2 separate regions of the Mus musculus genome follow, and region 1 is linked to region 2. A link is a contact called in public HiChIP or PLAC-seq data. All regions are on one chromosome and are shown on one strand. The core of a region is the stretch at or near the end of the contact, and the rest is flanking DNA. Distances in the headings are between cores, read along the strand shown.

Evidence for each region. HiChIP or PLAC-seq counts read pairs in DNA pulled down with a chosen protein or histone mark.
Region 1: an H3K27ac HiChIP or PLAC-seq map of embryonic stem cells shows a contact between it and region 2, with 7 times the contacts expected there. The contact joins the promoter of Spty2d1 here to the promoter of Myod1 in region 2. A contact is called at or near these places in 1 of 39 promoter capture datasets (embryonic stem cells), 1 of 484 Hi-C or Micro-C datasets (embryonic stem cells) and 1 of 115 datasets of contacts at active chromatin or transcription factors (embryonic stem cells).

What each region holds. Positions count from the first base shown.
Region 1 is chr7:47,007,096-47,013,211 of GRCm38.p6, forward strand. Spty2d1 (SPT2 chromatin protein domain containing 1) reads right to left here and starts at 1,319. Exons shown (of 6, transcript NM_175318.4): 1 at 980-1,319. The coding sequence starts at 1,039. It overlaps Gm32031 (predicted gene, 32031), which reads left to right and starts at 1,459. Exons shown (of 2, transcript NR_166573.1): 1 at 1,459-1,498; 2 at 1,629-1,913.
Region 2 is chr7:46,374,561-46,381,453 of GRCm38.p6, forward strand. It overlaps Myod1 (myogenic differentiation 1), which reads left to right and starts at 1,914. Exons shown (of 3, transcript NM_010866.2): 1 at 1,914-2,739; 2 at 3,180-3,258; 3 at 3,584-4,532. The coding sequence starts at 2,113. The coding sequence ends at 3,834.

The DNA.
Region 1 (6,116 bases), core at 69-2,568, 630 kb after region 2:
TTAGGAAATGCAGAATCCAAGTGAGATCGCAAATTCCAACTGATTGACTCTAGAAGGTTCTTTTAAGTTGGACACTTCACAGATTAAATCTCGGGTATCACATTGCGATATATCGGTTTACAGCTGTTCTGTGGGTACCTTCTGGTGATCCAGAAATGAGTAGTTTATGCAAAACAGCTATAACCCCAGAAAGCAGATGTGGGACCACTTCAGTATTTACCTCTGAAAATACTATCAAACTCACACATTTACTGAGCAAACGGAACCTAAAAATCTGGAAGCCCACTAGGAAATGAAAGCTGAAAAAGGCTTTGCCCAATCCGTTCGCACAGGGAACCGATAGATCCAAGGGACATACGGCAAATAAAAGGTCTACCAGCACACCCGCAGCCCACATGATCACCTCACAGTTGGCTATGGATTTCCTGCAAAGCCCTGAACTCTTTCCAACAGAAGATACCTCCTTGGCAGGTGATACCATCTTTGGTTCAGTGGGTGGGGCCACGAACCGGAGAACGCTTTCAAGAAATCACAAAACGTTCACCTGGAAATCCGTATTCGACCCGCTAAAAGACCCAAAGGCTATCAGGACAAGTCCTTAAAGTTCTTAAAAGTCCCCGAGTTTCCTGACTATACTGGTCCTCAATTTAGGGGCTGAAGTTTATTCGACGCCAGGCGCTACTAATGCTACACAGTATTCAGTCAGGCGCGGCTTATCCCCCCCGACTTTGCGCAACTCTTAAAAACACCGAAAGCCGCAAAGCCTACTTTTCAGGGCACAGGAGCTGGCGAAAGCGACCCCAAGAAAGCGCTCCCTTTTCCATCCCCAGCTCCCGTGTACCCACACCTCCGCTAAAACTCCAGAAGAGGGCGTGCGTAGTTCAGGCTTTCCCGAGGCCGACAGACGCTCCCCGAGAAGTTCCACCCACCACACACGAACTTGACGCCCGGGTTTCCTACAGCAACCCCGGGGACTCACCGGTACGTGGTTGACACCTTGTCCTTTGGAAGCGATCAAGAGGATTTCCCTGAAGTCCATGTCTGGCCGAAGAGAAAAGCCCGGCTGGGCCGGGGACTCGGGACGCGGTGGATGCGAGTCTTGCCTCTCGCTGAGCCTAAGCGCTACTGACTGGCTTGCCTTGGTGGCCCTTCTCTCGCCGCCCCTCGACACCGACACTTCCGGCGCCTTCTAATGCCGTGTACCGCCCCCGCGCTGCCGCCGAATACGAAGTATGTGTGTGTATGTATACACACATACACACACACACTCACACACACACGCTCAGCGCCTCCGCAGCGCTCGCAAGTATTTGCGCAACTTCCGCTTTCGGAGATAAGACACGGAAAACGGGTACGTGGCCGTTGGCGTTGGCTCAAATGGGTGGGACTGAGGCTTTTACTAGCCAATCAGACGCAAAATGGCAGTTTAGGGGTGTGGCTAAAGGGGGCGGGGAGAGCGGTCAGCCCGAGGATCTTCGCGGCGAGAGAGGGTTTCAGTGTGAGATCCGGGGAGGGTGGGGTGGGAGGGGGGGGGGTGGAGAAGAAGAGAGACCCGACCCCCTTCTAGAGCTGGGCTCTGTAGGTGTCACGCGTGGATGTACAGATTCCAAATGACGGTATTCCAACAGCTGGTGCGACAGGTCTGGAGCAAGGGATCTCGGTTTCGTTTCGCTGGAGCCCCGAAGCTACGCATGCGCACAAGAATCCTGTCCCTGGGACGCCAGTTATCTCCTGGAGGCACCTGATGTTCTTTTAAAAACCTAGGGAAAGAGCGAAGACCTTCGTCACATGCCAAGCAGAACTTGACTCTGACGCACTGCAGAATATAGTGCATTCATTGGGAGTCTAGCCTGACTTTCTTTTGCGTTATCTTGAATTTGGTCATTTCGACTCAATAAAGTAGACGTGAATAACTAGGTATACCTGAGTCTGGGGGTGGGAATGGGCTACGGACCGGTTTGGTGTGATGGAAATACCCCTAAACTGGACTGTGGGGGTGGCTGCATTATTTACTATTTTTTGTACAGCTGAAAGGGTGAGTGTATACAATAGACCTTATTCTGTGATGATGTGAGCGCCTGTATTGGAATGGCTCCACTTCAGGCTGAGTAAAAGACCAAGATGAAGCCTGCCTTCCCCCTAGAATTTTAAATTTCCTTTCCTTTCCTTTCCTTTCCTTTCCTTTCCTTTCCTTTCCTTTCCTTTCCTTTCCTTTCCTAGACAAGGTTTGTCTGTGTAGCTCTGGCTGTACTGAAATTACTCTGTTGACTAGGCTAGCCTCACACTCACAGAGTTCCACCCGCCTCTGCTTCCCAAGTGCAAGGATTAAAGGCATGCACCATCACTGGCTGGCAGTGTAGAAATTTTTCTCTTCCTCAGCCTCAGATATCTTAAGAACCCGCCCCTAACTCAACATAATATTCCTTTTATAGATACTTTTTTTGTACTTATAGATGCTTTTTAATACATACGTATATACATTTTTGTGTGTGAGTGTTTTTGCCTGTATATTAGTAAGGGCTCCATAGAATACCAGAACTTAGTTGTGCACTACTAAACAGGGCATGTCTCTTCCATGTTAAATTAGCTCATCTGAGCTGCTGTAAATGTGTACCCATGAAACTGTCAGTAACTATATAGTAGTAATGAGCATGCGTATATGTGTGTGTGCGTGTGTGTGTGTGTGTGTGTGTGTGTGTGCGCGCGCACACGCATGCGTGTGTGTCAGAGAGAGAGAGAGAGAGAGAGAGAGAGAGAGAACATGCACAGTAGCTAATGTTAAATTACTGCCGCTGCTTGTGGTAATTCAGTCAGGAGTAAGGGAATGGCAGAACCCCTATCTGTATTAGTCAGGGTTCTTTAGAGTCACAGAACTTATGAAATGTCTCTATAGTGAGGGAATTTATTGTGATTATTTACAGTTTGTAGTCCAACGATGGCCAACTATGAATGGGAAGTCCAAGAATCTAGTACTTAGTCCCACAAGGCTAGTCGTCTTGGCTGGTCTTCTGTGGAAGTTCCAACAGATCTCCTAGCAAGTAAGTTAAGGCAAAAAAAAAAGTGATTCTTCCTTCTTCCAGTGTCCTTATATAGGCTCCAGCATAAGGTGTGGCCTTGCATAAGGTGTGGTCCAACGTAAGGTGTGGCCCAGATTAAAGGTGTGTGTGTACCACCAAGCCTGGATCTGGGACTTGCTTTGCCCCAGGCTGACCTTGAACTCAGAAATTTCCTTGCCAAGATCCAGGTCAGAAACTTGTGTCTTCCAGCTTCAAGATCTGGATCACAGGTGAGCCCTCCAATTCTGGATTGTAGTTCATTCCAGATATAGTCAAGTTGACAACCGTTACACTACCTTTACAAGGAGAAACAATTAATTCAGCAGATTGATCATGAGTAACTATAACACAGAAAGTAGTAACCACTGATTAAGGAAAGTGCAGAGTGGAGCGTTGCTAGAGTTTGCAAATAAATGGCAGTTAAAACCTTTCTTATGCTTCTGAAATTGGATTTAGTTGGGTCTCCTATACTTCAGCTGGCAAAATTAGAATTTAATAGAGTTGCAGTTGGAACGTGAGTACAGATTGAATCAAGGACTTAGCAGGTATATTTACGGTGATAAGAAATAAGATTGTTAGCTGGGCAGTGGTGACTCATGCCTTTAATCCCAGCACTTGGGAGGCAGAGGTAGGCGGATTTCTGAGTTCGAGGCCAGCCTGGTCTACAAAGTGAGTTCCAGGACAGCCAGGGCTATACAGAGAAACCCTGTCTGAAAAAACAAACAAACAAACAAACAAACAAGAAATAAGATTGTTGTGCCAGGGAAATGTTGGTGATCCCCCAAAACACACAAAGAAGCCAATATGATGCAACTCATAGAAGGGTCTTTATTCTGTTCGAGCTAGCTTGGGCCCCCCACCACTGTCACACAGGACAGTTTTGGTAGTTCGGGAGCCCGGAATGTCTATCAGGGCAAGGCTTAATAGTAAGCAGCAAGCAGGGAATACATGTACAAGCATCTAATTGGAAAGCTCCCGTGGCCTTTAACATAATTGGTTGGTGCTGGGAATGCTCCCTTCTGCATTGGTGGTCGTTAGGCAAGGGGTGGGCTTGTAAGCTGGGGTGCAGTTTGTTTGGGGACTAACCTGGAGCTGTTGGTCTTGGGGGTGAGCCTAGAGACTGGAGCTAGGCTCAGGTTTTGTTGGGGAGCAACTTGTAAACTAATGCTATATACAGCCTATTAGCCTACCTGAGTTCAAACTTAGGTCAGGTTCTCTAAAATGAAGTCTGAATTTAAAAGCTTTGGCATCTCAAGATCAGGGGCTGGAGAGATGGCTCAGCAGTTAAGAGCAGCGTTTGCACTTCCAGAGTTCCTGAGTCCAATTCCCAGCAACCACATGTGTACTCACATAAAATAAATCTTTTTTTAAAAAGAAAGATCAGAAATGTGACGAAGGTTGAGAAGGTATTGAGAGCCAGAGTAGGAAGGTAGGAAGCAGCATTTAAAACAGCAGTCAGAGCTTGGATAGTTGCAGTCGCCTTTAATCCCAGCACTTGAAATGTAGAGACAGGTGAATCTCTGAGTTTGAGTCCAGCCTGGACAGCCAGAGTTACAATAGTGAGATTCTGAGCAGGGAGGCAGGAATAAATGAAAGTCCTGATGACATAGTATTTATTCCCTTTAGATTGACACAATTCAAATTCCAAATAAGCAATGCTGATAAAGGTGAGGGAAATATACCATCATGAAAATATTTGAGATCAGTTTGGTAAAATGTCTTGAAGTCTAATGCTGCAGATACGCTTGTGTACGAGACACTTCTAAATAGTCTTTACATATTAAGCAGTTGGGTCAAATGACTGCCTGAGTTCTTCCCAAATATTGTCTGTGTCAGCATTGACTTCATGTGGTTTTCTAGAGTTTATTATTATTATTGTTGTTGTTGTTGTTTGTTTGTTTGTTTTGAGATAGTGTTTCTTGACAGCCTTGGCTGACCTGGAACTTGCTCTGTAGACCAGGCTGGCCTTGAACTCACAGAGATCTGTCTGCCTCTGCCTCCCTGGATTATAAGCCCGACCTTAGTATTTTAATTTTGTGTATGTCGGTAGATATGTGTACATCAGCATAGGAGGGTGTCTGGTCTCTTGGAGCTGGAATTCTCAGCAGTGGTGAGCTGTCTGATGTGTAATCTGAGACCCGAACTTCAGTCCTTGTAACTATTGAACCATTTCTCCCACCCCTACTTTTAATTTAAAAAATTTAAGTAACTACTTAGATGCTGAAGTTATCTTTCTAGATGTATGTTCTGCCAAAACCCGACATGTGTGTATACAAAGTCTCTGGGACAGTTAGGTATTCACGGCAGCATGCTTTAGAAGAGCAGAGGACTGGGTCAGCTGAGAAGGCTCCTGCTTCCAAGTCCAACAAATGACTCGGAGGCTCAGGACCCAGACAGTGAAAGGAGAGACCTGACTCCTGCGAGTTGTCCTCTGACCTCCATGCCTGCCGTGACATGTGCACCTACACTTACACCCCACCCCCAACCACACACACACACACACACACACACACACACACACACACACACACGCACCATAGAATGTAAGTCAGGAATTAACAAAGGAAAACAACATGGAAAAGGTCATGAGTGTCAGCTGGTTGGGGAACAATGGAGTGGGAGTTTGTATCCCCAACAAAGAAGGAACTAGATCTGTACGTGTGCCAGGACAATCCCTGAGATCCGTTGTTAGAGAGTGTGTTCTAAAAGAGAGTGAGTCAATCTAAGCTGTGTAATCTGGAGAGGTAGCTCAGAGCCTACACTTGGCATATGCAGAACTTTAGCCTCAATCCCCAGCACCAAGAGAAAATTAAGGATTGCTTTTTTGTTTGTTTGTTTTTATTTTGTTTTTTTAAAGATAAATTTAAAGTATCTGCACACATTGTCTATATAAGGGTTACAGCGGGCCAGAAGATGATCTAGAAAATGGACAGAATCAGTTCCAGTCAGGAAGGAAGTGGGTTTCCCACCATGTCTCTGCTGTTTGAATGCTTCTTTCTTGTGCAAACGTTTCCATTACTACTGTTTCTTTTTCCTTTTCTTTTGTTTTATCTATTGGAA
Region 2 (6,893 bases), core at 664-3,163:
AGTAGCTTCTGTCTCCCTTCATCCAGGGCACTACACGAACACAACCATCCCAGAGGAACCTTCCCTGATTGCTGGAATAGAGATTATTATTTTTTTTTGCTTTGTTTTGTTTTATTTTATTTTATTTCATTTCATTCATTTCGTTTCGTTTTGTGGAATTTGTAAATCTCTGACACCACAAAGTTCCTTGCTTGATTGACCTACCTATAATTCAACTATGTGCATAGGGCCTTGGTTGCGCTTACTGCTGGGTTCCCAATACCTGGACCAGTAGCTGGTCTGTGATAGATAAGCCATGGTGAATGCTGAATGAATAAACAAAGTGAAACCATGGTGTAAAGTGTAAGCACTTCATGATGGGGTCTATCAGCACCGCCAGTATCAGAGACAAAAACCGTTGGACTTCAAAAGAGGTTCCTGGGTGAGTCTGATGGATAGAGAGGGCTTTCCAGTTTGTAAAAAGGAACAGTTAAAATGGCTTCCAGAAGTTAGTGGGAAAGACACCTACGTCACCCTTGCTTGGATTCCTGGCATCCGGGAGAGAAGACATAGCAAAAGTCCATAGCCAAGGAAGGCTTCTAGCCAGAGCCCCCCAAAAGCATGAACATCCCAGGGTTGGGGTGTGTTGGGATGTGTAGGAGAGCCAGAGATCCCACAAGGTGGCTCCTTCCTTTTGATCTTACCTCCCCAGTTAGCCTGCTGGAAGAGACCCAGCTGAAGTCTCCAGAAGAACAGAGCCAGAGCCCCCAGAGCCCTCTGCCAGATCTCAGTGCTGCAGGCAAAGCCAGAGAAGGTTGCTGGTTATGCTATGCAAGCGGGCAGGCAGGTGCTGGAAACAGAAGCAAGTCTCCCACCTCCACTGACATTTCCACATCCATCCCTGGTTTGGATTCTCACCCATCACCACAGTTACCCCCTGGACATTGTCATTGTTCCTGGATATGAAGTGGATACAGACTTGGGAAGAGGTCATCTCAACAAAGTTATGCCGACTCTACCAACTCTACAGTAGGTGAGGTTGTCAGGCCAGGTTCCAGCCATCACGATCCTTAAGAAAGGCATTTCCCAGGGTTCACTCAGAGCAAGATGGCACAAACCCATAGCAAACAGGTTTTCTTCTTCTCGGTAGAAACAGATCAACCTAGACCCCCATGGGTCTCTAGACACTCACAGAAAGTAAGTTGGAGGGAGCCTCCCTCTCTCTCCCTCCCTCTTTTCCTTGGACTGTCCACCCGGAGTTTGAGCAGAATGGCTTGAAGTTTTAATGATGATTCCCACTACGCATGCAAGGACAGCGCTGGGGTTCTAAGCTTCCCGTGGAAGAACAGATATTCTCTGAGCCATTCCCAGATGGAGAATGACCAAATAGCACTGCCACCGATTCATTTGTGCCAGGCTTGCTCACCTAGACCTTCTGAGTCTCACTGTCTCTTGCCCACTTTGTCCTTGGCTCAACTTCTCTGGGTGTGTCATCATTTCTCCACTCTTCTCTAGAACTTTCATTGTCCCGTAGCCTTGAGTCTCTCTCCAAACCTCCTGCAATCTGATTTCTAACTCCTATGCTTTGCCTGGTCTCCAGAGTGGAGTCCGAGGTCAGCTCCGAAGTGAGCACTGAGGTCAGTACAGGCTGGAGGAGTAGACACTGGAGAGGCTTGGGCAGGCTGCACCAGATAGCCAAGTGCTACCGCGTATGGCTGCCAGTCTCTCTGCCCTCCTTCCTAGCTAGGCAGCTGCCCCAGCACAGAGTCGCGGGAGGGGGCACTCCCTGGCCCCAGTGGCTACCCTGGGGACCCCAAGCTCCGCCCTACTACACTCCTATTGGCTTGAGGCGCCCCCGCCCCCAGCCTCCCTTTCCAGCTCCCGGGCTTTTAGGCTACCCTGGATAAATAGCCCAGGGCGCCTGGCGCGAAGCTAGGGGCCAGGACGCCCCAGGACACGACTGCTTTCTTCACCACTCCTCTGACAGGACAGGACAGGGAGGAGGGGTAGAGGACAGCCGGTGTGCATTCCAACCCACAGAACCTTTGTCATTGTACTGTTGGGGTTCCGGAGTGGCAGAAAGTTAAGACGACTCTCACGGCTTGGGTTGAGGCTGGACCCAGGAACTGGGATATGGAGCTTCTATCGCCGCCACTCCGGGACATAGACTTGACAGGCCCCGACGGCTCTCTCTGCTCCTTTGAGACAGCAGACGACTTCTATGATGACCCGTGTTTCGACTCACCAGACCTGCGCTTTTTTGAGGACCTGGACCCGCGCCTGGTGCACATGGGAGCCCTCCTGAAACCGGAGGAGCACGCACACTTCCCTACTGCGGTGCACCCAGGCCCAGGCGCTCGTGAGGATGAGCATGTGCGCGCGCCCAGCGGGCACCACCAGGCGGGTCGCTGCTTGCTGTGGGCCTGCAAGGCGTGCAAGCGCAAGACCACCAACGCTGATCGCCGCAAGGCCGCCACCATGCGCGAGCGCCGCCGCCTGAGCAAAGTGAATGAGGCCTTCGAGACGCTCAAGCGCTGCACGTCCAGCAACCCGAACCAGCGGCTACCCAAGGTGGAGATCCTGCGCAACGCCATCCGCTACATCGAAGGTCTGCAGGCTCTGCTGCGCGACCAGGACGCCGCGCCCCCTGGCGCCGCTGCCTTCTACGCACCTGGACCGCTGCCCCCAGGCCGTGGCAGCGAGCACTACAGTGGCGACTCAGATGCATCCAGCCCGCGCTCCAACTGCTCTGATGGCATGGTAAGGCGGGGGGCTCAGGAGGATGAGCAATGGAGGCGGCGCCTGGGGTATCTGCAACAGGTTTCCGAGGCCCTTGGGGTGGGGGTGTCCCTTATACCTAGATGCTCCTGGCATCTGACACTGGAGTCGCTTTGGAGACCCAGGGCATCTATGATTCTGCCGATTGGGGGTGGAACACTGCTGCGCAGACCCCGGGATATGCTTTTCCTTCTCATTATTACCCTAATGCAGATTATTGTTCCTGAGTGACTGTCCACTCTCAGTTTGGCCCCGCATGCGACAGCTTCCAGTGTGTGGCTGGCTCCTACCACCTGGGGCTGACCCAGTCCTGGAACCAGCAGCTGAGACTAAGGGAGTGAGGGAGGGGTGATGACAAGGAGTGTTGCTTGAGACCCACTCGGGCCCTGTAGACCTAACTCTGTTATCCTTGCTATTCGCAGATGGATTACAGCGGCCCCCCAAGCGGCCCCCGGCGGCAGAATGGCTACGACACCGCCTACTACAGTGAGGCGGCGCGCGGTGCGTATTCTCAGCTGTTCCCAGCTAGCAGGCCTTTATCGGCCTTCTGTATCCCCCTTGAAACTTTCCTCGCTCCCTAGGCTTAGTATCCTCTTCCTGCCTCCACCACATACATACCCGTACCTTGGGATGGCGGGGGGGGGGGAGGCTGGGGGGGGAGCATTGGGGGAGGGGACAAAGAACTATGATGCACACCTTCCTCTCCTTTCTCCTTCCAGTCTAGCAAGTCCTCAGTTTCCCTTTTGCTACAAAGCTCCGTGCCTATGGGCAGGAGACTTGAGAAGGGCCGCAAGTTTGGATTACTAACCTTCCACTCCCCTCACAGAGTCCAGGCCAGGGAAGAGTGCGGCTGTGTCGAGCCTCGACTGCCTGTCCAGCATAGTGGAGCGCATCTCCACAGACAGCCCCGCTGCGCCTGCGCTGCTTTTGGCAGATGCACCACCAGAGTCGCCTCCGGGTCCGCCAGAGGGGGCATCCCTAAGCGACACAGAACAGGGAACCCAGACCCCGTCTCCCGACGCCGCCCCTCAGTGTCCTGCAGGCTCAAACCCCAATGCGATTTATCAGGTGCTTTGAGAGATCGACTGCAGCAGCAGAGGGCGCACCACCGTAGGCACTCCTGGGGATGGTGTCCCTGGTTCTTCACGCCCAAAAGATGAAGCTTAAATGACACTCTTCCCAACTGTCCTTTCGAAGCCGTTCTTCCAGAGGGAAGGGAAGAGCAGAAGTCTGTCCTAGATCCAGCCCCAAAGAAAGGACATAGTCCTTTTTGTTGTTGTTGTTGTAGTCCTTCAGTTGTTTGTTTGTTTTTTCATGCGGCTCACAGCGAAGGCCACTTGCACTCTGGCTGCACCTCACTGGGCCAGAGCTGATCCTTGAGTGGCCAGGCGCTCTTCCTTTCCTCATAGCACAGGGGTGAGCCTTGCACACCTAAGCCCTGCCCTCCACATCCTTTTGTTTGTCACTTTCTGGAGCCCTCCTGGCACCCACTTTTCCCCACAGCTTGCGGAGGCCACTCAGGTCTCAGGTGTAACAGGTGTAACCATACCCCACTCTCCCCCTTCCCGCGGTTCAGGACCACTTATTTTTTTATATAAGACTTTTGTAATCTATTCGTGTAAATAAGAGTTGCTTGGCCAGAGCGGGAGCCCCTTGGGCTATATTTATCTCCCAGGCATGCTGTGTAGTGCAACAAAAACTTTGTATGTTTATTCCTCAAGCGGGCGAGCCTCGAGGCTCGCTCGCTCAGGTGTTGGAAATAAAGACGCTAATTTATACAAAGTGGCTCTGGCTTTTCCTAAGGGGATCAGAAAGAAACTCTACGAACTGGGCGGGCTGTCTCGCAGCGACCCCTGTAGGTGGCAGAAGGGTAGCACGGAGGCTGGGTAGTGCTGGGTAATGAAGAAGGGCTGGCAGACCTCCAGCTGTAGGGAATTCCCCAGGCCTTGCCTGCCGCACCCAAGAAAACCAGTGGCTCCGGTGGAAAGATGCACGTAGGTTGATGTTCGTTTAAAAATACAAAAAGCCAGATGTGGCGGCTCATCCCTGTAATCTCAACATATTTGAGAAGCCGAGGCAGGAGGATGGAGGCAAGCTGGAGGCCACCCTGGCGATAAAGACATAACCTCTTTAAAATACAAAATTAAAAGTTGGTGTTAAGGAGGTGCTCAGGTGATAGAGCACTTGCCTAGCATGCACAAAATCCCAGGCTCAGTCCCCAGCACCATATCAACCTGTCATGGGGGACACAGCTGTAGTTTCAAGGCCCGGAAGGTAACACAGGAAAATCAGAAGTGTGTGGCCATCCTTAGCTACACAGCAAGTTCCAGGCCAGTCTGGGATACATGAAACCCTGCCCGTAGAATAATGGATTAATTAAAAAAAAAAAAAAACAACCAAAAAACTAGTTCTACCCATTTAAGATTCTGGCAGAATGAGTCTGTCTAGGACCAGTTATTGTTACTTTCCAAAGTCTCCTTTTAGGGACTCCCAAGTGTGTGCTAAGCTGAGAATGGCTCCCATCCACACAGTGTGTCCAGAAGGCTCTGTGAGAGCGTATGGCCCTGGATCCACACAACACCCTCACACGTGTGGAGGAGGGTGGGAAGATACAGTGCAAGAAGAGACAGCTAAAGGGCCCTGGGGATGGGTTATGAGCCATGTGGTGTATGCAAGCCCTTAACGATAGTGGGACTGCACAGGGACAGCACAGTCAGGAGCCAACCCTCAGAACATCTTCCACTGTCTCATCTCATTCGAAGATAGAGGCTCAGAGCCTGTGGGAGGAGGGAGGGGCAGAAGGGACCAGTATATCTCTAGAGTTGTGGTGCTTCCATCAGACTGTGTAGAGGGCAGGGGGAGGCCATTGGTGCAGCCAGAGTGCAAGGTGAGCTTTCTGGACAAAGTGCTATTCAGATGTGTCAGGAGAGACAAGTGTAGGCAATGCACAATGGCCGTGAGGGACCACACACACACACACACACACACACACACACACACACACCTCTATTCTTCCCTGGAGTGGCCTGGCATACATTCTCCCTCCCTTTAACACTTGTCCCTAGGCCCTCAGTACCTCCTGCATTCCTTTTGTACAGATCCTCTCCTTAACTTCCCATAGGCCAGGTTCAAGACACAGAAAAGACACCTTCAGGAAGGACCACTGCATGCAGAGAGTGGACTCTGCCTACCCTGCAAGACCATCCTGGAGGAGATGCTCAGAGCTTTTCCGTTACTCTGATGTTCCATTGGCCTCTCAGAGCTCTGTAGGGTTCCTTACACACTCTCTCGAGGCCCCTCAGGGATCAGTCATAACTTGTCCATTGGACATATGCCAATCCTGTCCTCAAGGGGAAGAGGCCACTGAACACACGTCCTCCCTTTGGGAGGCAACCAGACACTTGGGGGTTGAGCCTCTTCACAATTGGTCGCATCATGATCGATGACACATAGAACACAGACCGTGCATACGGACAGGAGCAGTAACACAAGCAGAGAGCTGCCAGGGAGAATCCTGAAGGGACTGGACAGCAGAGGGAGCTCACAGCTGAGGCACAGCAAGCACAAAAAGAGTGGGGCAACCTTGTAGACCCACAGCTCCTCATGAGAAGGAGCTTAGGAACACCGAGATGAGACAGGACCACATGGGCCTTGGCTGAGCTGCGTTCGGAGGGTAGCGGGGAGTTGCAGAGGGATCAACCCAGGGAAAGAACAGAAATAAATCTGCATTTTAGAATGATCCATTTGGACTGGTAGAGCAAACAGGAGGGAACAAGATGAGACAGATGCTTTGTGACTTTCCTGGGGGGAGGTGAACATATATCACCTCATAGAGAGAGGAAGCCAACAGCCCAAAGATTTCATCCATTCCAGCATGGCAAATGAATGAACATCCGGGGTTACTTACAGGGGAGTGGGATGCACAGTGAAATCCCACTCCTAGAGAAACATTTAAAATCCTTTTGAATATTTTTTGGTGTGTGTACATATGTATGAATGTGTGCATGCATGTGTGTGTGTGTGTGTATGTGTGGTGTGGTGTGTGTGTGTGTGTGAGTAGGTGTGTACCATGGTGCATATGGACGGTCAAAAGACAACTTGAAGGAATTTATTTTCTCCTTCCAATGCATCAGGGA